Regions from separate parts of the Mus musculus genome. Here region 1 is linked to region 2. A link is a contact called in public HiChIP or PLAC-seq data. All regions are on one chromosome and are shown on one strand. The core of a region is the stretch at or near the end of the contact, and the rest is flanking DNA. Distances in the headings are between cores, read along the strand shown.

Region 1 (3,172 bases), core at 187-2,686, 130 kb before region 2:
TACCACTCAGGTATGTAGCACAAACAAATCTGGTAAGAAACACACCCAATGCTTGATGTATGTTACATAATGAAGGCTTTGAAAAGTGAGGTACCCCACCCACCCAGAAGATTCTTCAGTTATCTGCAACCTTCCAGCTCAGAATCCTCAATAGTACCTTCAAAGGCATCATCACACATAGCACCACAGGTTGGCAACTTAGTCTTTCATACAGGGGCCCCTGTGGCTATTTCAGATATAAACAATAGCAATAGTCATAGTTACCAGCTACTGAAGACTATCTGCAGCAAGAAAATGCAGTGTGCATGCTTCTAGTTTACAGTATTCAGACTTGTGAGGTCTCCTTGTATCTGTTCAGCAGGTGAAATTCAAAGAAGTTCGTGGGTTAGGGGCAGACGTGGGATGTACTGGTCAGGAAATGATCTTGCAATCCCTTCTCTAATGACAAACATCTCTAGTCTGGAGGCTGCTGTGGTTTGGAAGGTTAACACAGAATCTTAGCCTCTGAGAGGTGTGGAAGCTTCCAGAGGTAGAGCAAGGGAGGCAGCCATGTCCAGGGACAGAGCATGGTAGGTAGCTATGACTCCAGGGAGGGTAGCTTAGAGAGAGGTTTCTGTGGGTCTCACGAGAGCAAGCAAGGGGGGGAGGGGGGAGAGGGGGGAATGACTGACGGGGTCTTCCTAGCTTCCTGTCTCATCATGAGTTGTCTCACTACCTCGACTGTTCTGTTGCTCTTAGGAGGTCACCTGCCATCTCACCTGAGCTGAGCAAAAACTCTGGACTCTCCAGAACTGTGAGTAAAATAAACCTTCTTCCTTTCCAGATTACCCAGGCCAGGACTGGGTTTCTGTGATAGTAACAGAGCAGAAACTATATAGACACTGTTCTTGCCTGAGGGGAAAAAAAGCTTACAGAAAATATTCCTGAGAACCTGAGTAGAAACACTATATACTACAGCAAACACTTCTTGACTTTATTATTCTTATAGTCCTATGACTTACATACCATAAATGTCTTTTTTTTTTTTCATACATGACAAAACTGCCTTGAAAATGCCTTCCCCTCAGACACAGGGCAAGAAGACAGTCAAAGCCTTTGTCTCTTCTCCATAAGAGCACAACTCTAGTATGTAAGCTGCCTGCTCTTTCTGAACCTTTGGGTGAAAAAGCCTTGAGTGTTTACAGAAAGGGCTGGCATGCCTCTCATGCTCCGCCCACCCCTCGGCCCAGTTCTATTTGAATATTCAAATTTTATTCTCTGGAGATACTCACCGTGTATTTCCCCTGGCCTGGGTTTGGCTGGGTACTGGGGATGGTGATGGGGGGGGTTGACCAATTAGAGCCTTGTTTTCAAAAAGTCCACAGCCCAGTCCATGTGGCCTCAGGGCAGGAGTCCTGACTCCATTAGGATGGGCACCACTTCCTTATAGTGAGGCTGGCAGGCTGTCCCTGCCTCTCTGACTCATCGTCTCACTGCCCCCACCTCCTCAGTGTGTGTGTGTGTATACAGGAAACAGTCTTTGCATCCCTGATCCAGCTGGCGATGGGAAGTTCTAGAAAAGTTACAGATGTCTCCTCACCAGGACTAGGAACTTACACTGCCAGCTCTGGGTATGTGGCTAAGCCGTGATTCATCCATCTTTTGGGTCACAGCCACAGCAATACTCTCTCTTATTTTATTCTTGAAAGACTCAAACTGGAAGGGACTACTTGATTCTAGAGAGGGAGTAAGAACAAGTCCCGAAAAGATAACAGAATATTCAGAACAGATATATGCAATTCTGAAAGGCCCTGGGTATAATATTTCACAACTGCAGTACCAGACCAGTGCTAATTCATTACAGCAAAGCCTCAATGCACAGGGCAGAGCTGAGAGGAGCCAAAGAAAAGATGACTTGAGCAGGGGATGGGAAAGTGCAGGAGAGAGAGAGTGGGAGAGCAAGGCCGGAGGGGCTGGTGAAGGGGGTGGGCAGCTACACACAACCGCAAGGATTTAGACAGAGAGGGGTAATTGACAGCCAGCCCAGTCTGCATGAGGAGCCCAGGCACCTTAGCAACAGCCCCTACTTAACCATGCCCCTATGGCAGGCCTAGTCTACAAACCATTGTCTCAAGGAAGTCAGAAGACCCTGAGTTGTACTGAACGCAAGCTGGTGATAGGACTTGGAAACACATCCTGTTCTGTCTCTAACCCTCTACTTAAAGCTTGCGTGTGTATGAGTATGGGTACGCGTGTGACACAGTGTGTTCACGGAAGCCCCGGGATCAGCCCTGGCTTGAGACAGGGTCTCTATTGAGTAAAGCAGGCTGGGGCTGACTGCAAGTCTTGTGGGAGTCCCATCTTTCCATCAGGGCACGAGGACTAGAGTGGAGAAGGCTTCTGAGTGGGCTTTCTATGCAGGTCTGGGGATGGAGCCTGGGTCCTCCAATCTGCACAAACACTTTTTAGAATGAGCAATTTCCCCAAGCCTAAAGACCTCTTCTTGTAACTGCTGTGTAATCTTGATCTAGGGTTCTACAGATGCTTGTGGGGGGCTCTGGTGAATGAAGCCAATTAGAGAGGAATTTCAGACAATGAACCTTCCTTAGCCTTTACTTCTCACACACTAAGTCTTAAGCTTACACTAAGCTCTGACCTTATAGTCCCCAGCCTGCCCTCCCTCCCTCCCTCCCTCCCTCCCTCCCTCCCTCCCTCCCTCCCTCCCTCCCTCCCTCCCTCCCTCCCTCCCTCCTTCTTTATGTTACAAGAGCTACTAGTGAATTAGACACTAGATCACTGTATCCCAGAAGTGCGTTTTCAGTGCCTCTCCAGGCAACGCTCTAGTGGCAGCTGCAAAGGACAAACATTTCCCGGTTCCACAACCATTTTTCACAGAGATTTGGGGTGGATTTGGAGTCCAATGGCAGAGAGCAAAAATACTGGCATGCTTTCTCATCTGGGGCAGGGGACATACAGTGCTTCTAAGGCCTTGCTGTGACAGAGGGGGCCGGCAGCACAGGGATCTGGTCAAGGGCTGTGTTAGAATTAAGTCCATGCCACCTGCTTGGAATATGCTCAATGGACCAGCAGCATTCACAATGGCCAGGTCTCTTAAAGGAGCTGTTGGAGTCCCCTCTGCCTCAGAAATCAAGAGTAAAGAGACAGATACACAGACACATGGAAAGCTGTGAGG
Region 2 (2,896 bases), core at 117-2,616:
GCTGTCATCCCAATTCATTTCCTTCTGGTGTGATGGTCACATCAGGGTACTCTACGTGTGCATCGAATCACCTTGGAATATGTGTTAGATACAAGAATAGCTCGCTTTCTCTTTGAGTTTACTAACCTATTCATCTAGGGCCAGGTAAGAACGGCAGCCTTGATCATAACTAGAGAATCTATTAAGCTAAGAGATCCACCTTACCACATATAAGTTAGTAAACGGACAAGAAAGAGGTCTAAGAAGGAAGAGAAGGGCTTTGTTAAACACAGACAATGTGATCTATGTAAAAGGGCAGCCTCTTGTCTGTTCCAGTCACTGAATAACTGGAGTAAGACTTCATGAACTTTCCAGAAAACTCAGGGCTGAAGAAATGGTTAAACTCTCAATGTCCTTGCCTACACAAACAGGAGACTCTGAGTTCAGAATCTTGGTATTCACACAGAAAAGCTGTGACCCTAGAGACAGAAGGGCCCCTAAAGTTCACTCATTAGCTTGTCTGGCCAAATCTGTAAACACTGGGTGTAGTAACAAACATGGCCTCAAAAATTAAAATTGAGAAAACCACAGATAATCACTCTCTTGTCACAAACACTACCATCACCACCAGAAAAACACAGTTTGGTTAAATTTTTATACTTTAAAATGTTAGCACTAGTTAGCTAGTTAGCTAGTTAGTTAGTTAGTTTTTGGGGACAGGGTTTTGCTCTATACCCCAGGCTAACCTCAAACTCATGGCACTCATCTTAATCACTCCATATAAGGAACAAAGTGACCGTAGTCAATTACCAGGATGACCCAGATGTCTCTGTCATCATATAAGATCTCTAACCAACACAAACAGCTCCCAATAACTGTCATGCTTCACAAACTTAGGAGATGAGAGTGGCATAGAATGAGCACATGTAAGCAGCCTCCACCAGGCTGCCTCCTGCTCTCCTCAGACCACAGTACCCTTCCTGCTCTGAGGAGGCTAGCACCCAGCAAGAGACCCACAACATATGTGGTCTGAACATCTTCACTTGGAGACACATCTCAAGGGACAGCTCCTCAGCCAGAACTGAAGCCAGCCTTGTGAGCCTGCTCTAAAATGGCTCAGGAGGCCCAGAAGTCAAGTGCCTGTGTGAGTGGTGAGGCAAGATGGTATGGCAGAGGGACATTGGGTAATCAAATCCAAATTCAAGTCTTAGCCCCAAGAAGGCCTCAACCTGCTTTGGAAAGTTCTAGAAACTTCCAACTGTGGAGGATGTCTACTACTACACAGAGTTGTAATTTGCAAATTGCTGCTTCTGGCACTGGGCTTTTGGTGAGAACTGGATGACTGAAGAAGTCTCCTGACAATTCAGAGGAGCCCCAGGCACCTTCCGGAGTTCCTGTTTAACCTAAAACCACACAGCCCGCCTTGGCTAACCACATTTTATTCCCAGGAAGGCTCTGGTTTACCCTGTGCTCTTCAGTTCCTGTCTCCAGGATGCACACAACGTCCATGTGAAGCATAGACAACACAGGCAAGCGCCAGCAGAATGCCACGGTAACTGACACCGAATTTATCTTGTCCCTTACCTTTGGTGAAGAAGTCCTGCAGCCCTAGGTGGCCAAACCCTGTTTCCAGGAATGATTGTGACTGTTACTTTGGGGTATTTCCTGGAGCTGGGGAGATGGCTTGGTGACTAATTTCTGTTCAAGCAGGAGGACCTGAGTTCAGATGCCCAGCATCCAAATAAAGAGAAGCATAGTGGTGCATCCCTGTGATCCTAGCCTCAGGGAAGTGGAGGCAGGAAACTCCCTGAGGCTCCCCGAGGCTCCCTTGCTGGCCAGCTTAGTTACATCAGTGAACTCCAGGTTCACTGAGACCCAGGTACGGAGGGAAGGAAAGCAAAGGAGCCTATCTTGAATTTGAGTTCCATAAATATATTGGAGGCAAGCTCAGAGCACACACAAGCATACAGTGCGCACCCACAGAACAAATTCCCTGGGTCGGTCCCTAGAAAACGGAAGGATCCCTGTCACAATATTGACTTTTCAAAAGTAAACACACACTCCTCAGAGTCACTGAAGCCACCGAAGCAAGTCATTCTCTGGAAGACGCCATATTTAAGAACCGTGACCAAAACAAAACCAAGAAACTAACAAAGCCTGCCTTTGTGCCCTTAAATTTCACAATGCAAATGAACAAGGATACGGCAACACGGTACACAGACAGGCTCGGAAGAACAGCTCACCATGACATCATCCCAGACTCAAAACGCATAAACATCTGTAGTGTTCTCCAGCATCAAACCCGTTGTGACAGTGTGGACTTTTTACATAAAAAGATCGCAAGACAGAATTATGAGGCTTAGATTTCTACTTGGCAAGCCCCTGGGGGTATAATCCACTTTACAAGAATAAATAAGTAGTGGCTAGCAAAATCTACACTCATCACGACCACCGTAGCATCAATGGTCTCTGAAACAGAGACAGTCTTAAACTGAAATGTGTCCCCACGGGTGGGAGTGTGTGGCTCAGTGTCAGTGAGTAAAGTGCTTGCGGTATAAACGTGAGGGGTAGAGTTCAAATCCTCAGTGTGCATGTAAGCTGGGGGGCAAGGTGGTGTACACCTGTAACTCTCTTACTGGGAAGGGAGAGACCAGTGGCTCTCTGGAACCCATTGACCAGCCAGCCTAGCAGAAGCAACAAGCTACAGGTTTACTGAGACTGTATCTTAGAAAGGAAGATGGGGCTTGACAGAGGAAATCACCCAGTGCTGACCTCTATCTATCCCTCCACACGCACGTATGTACTCAAGCATACACCAACACATTCACACACACACAAAAGCATACATGCACGCATGCATACACACACAAAAACATATATACATGCATGCAGGCACACAAGAACACATGCACATACA

The links. HiChIP or PLAC-seq counts read pairs in DNA pulled down with a chosen protein or histone mark.
Region 1: an HNF4G HiChIP or PLAC-seq map of pancreatic cancer cells shows a contact between it and region 2. The contact joins two enhancer-like sites. A contact is called at or near these places in 1 of 15 datasets of contacts at CTCF or cohesin (large pre-B cells), 5 of 484 Hi-C or Micro-C datasets (B cells, CD8 T cells, the N1E-115 cell line and 2 more), 4 of 115 datasets of contacts at active chromatin or transcription factors (CD8 T cells, embryonic stem cells, large pre-B cells and 1 more) and 2 of 9 other capture datasets (adipose tissue and pancreatic islet).

Annotation. Positions count from the first base shown.
Region 1 is chr1:127,423,490-127,426,661 of GRCm38.p6, reverse strand. All of the region lies in intron 12 of Mgat5 (mannoside acetylglucosaminyltransferase 5), which reads right to left. Gm51746 (a long non-coding RNA gene) reads left to right here. Exons shown (of 6, transcript XR_003948718.1): 2 at 1-10; 3 at 739-793. Among named protein-coding and RNA genes, the nearest start is that of Gm51746, 12 kb to the left of the region's middle. Within about 2 kb of position 1,436, at least 137 of the 459 cell types and tissues checked have an H3K27ac peak or open chromatin away from gene starts, as enhancers often do. A contact at or near this core is called in CD8 T cells and pancreatic cancer cells, where this site is marked.
Region 2 is chr1:127,290,166-127,293,061 of GRCm38.p6, reverse strand. The region is part of intron 2 of Mgat5 (mannoside acetylglucosaminyltransferase 5); the gene reads right to left. Among named protein-coding and RNA genes, the nearest start is that of Gm51747, 8.7 kb to the left of the region's middle. Within about 2 kb of position 1,366, at least 57 of the 459 cell types and tissues checked have an H3K27ac peak or open chromatin away from gene starts, as enhancers often do. A contact at or near this core is called in CD8 T cells and pancreatic cancer cells, where this site is marked.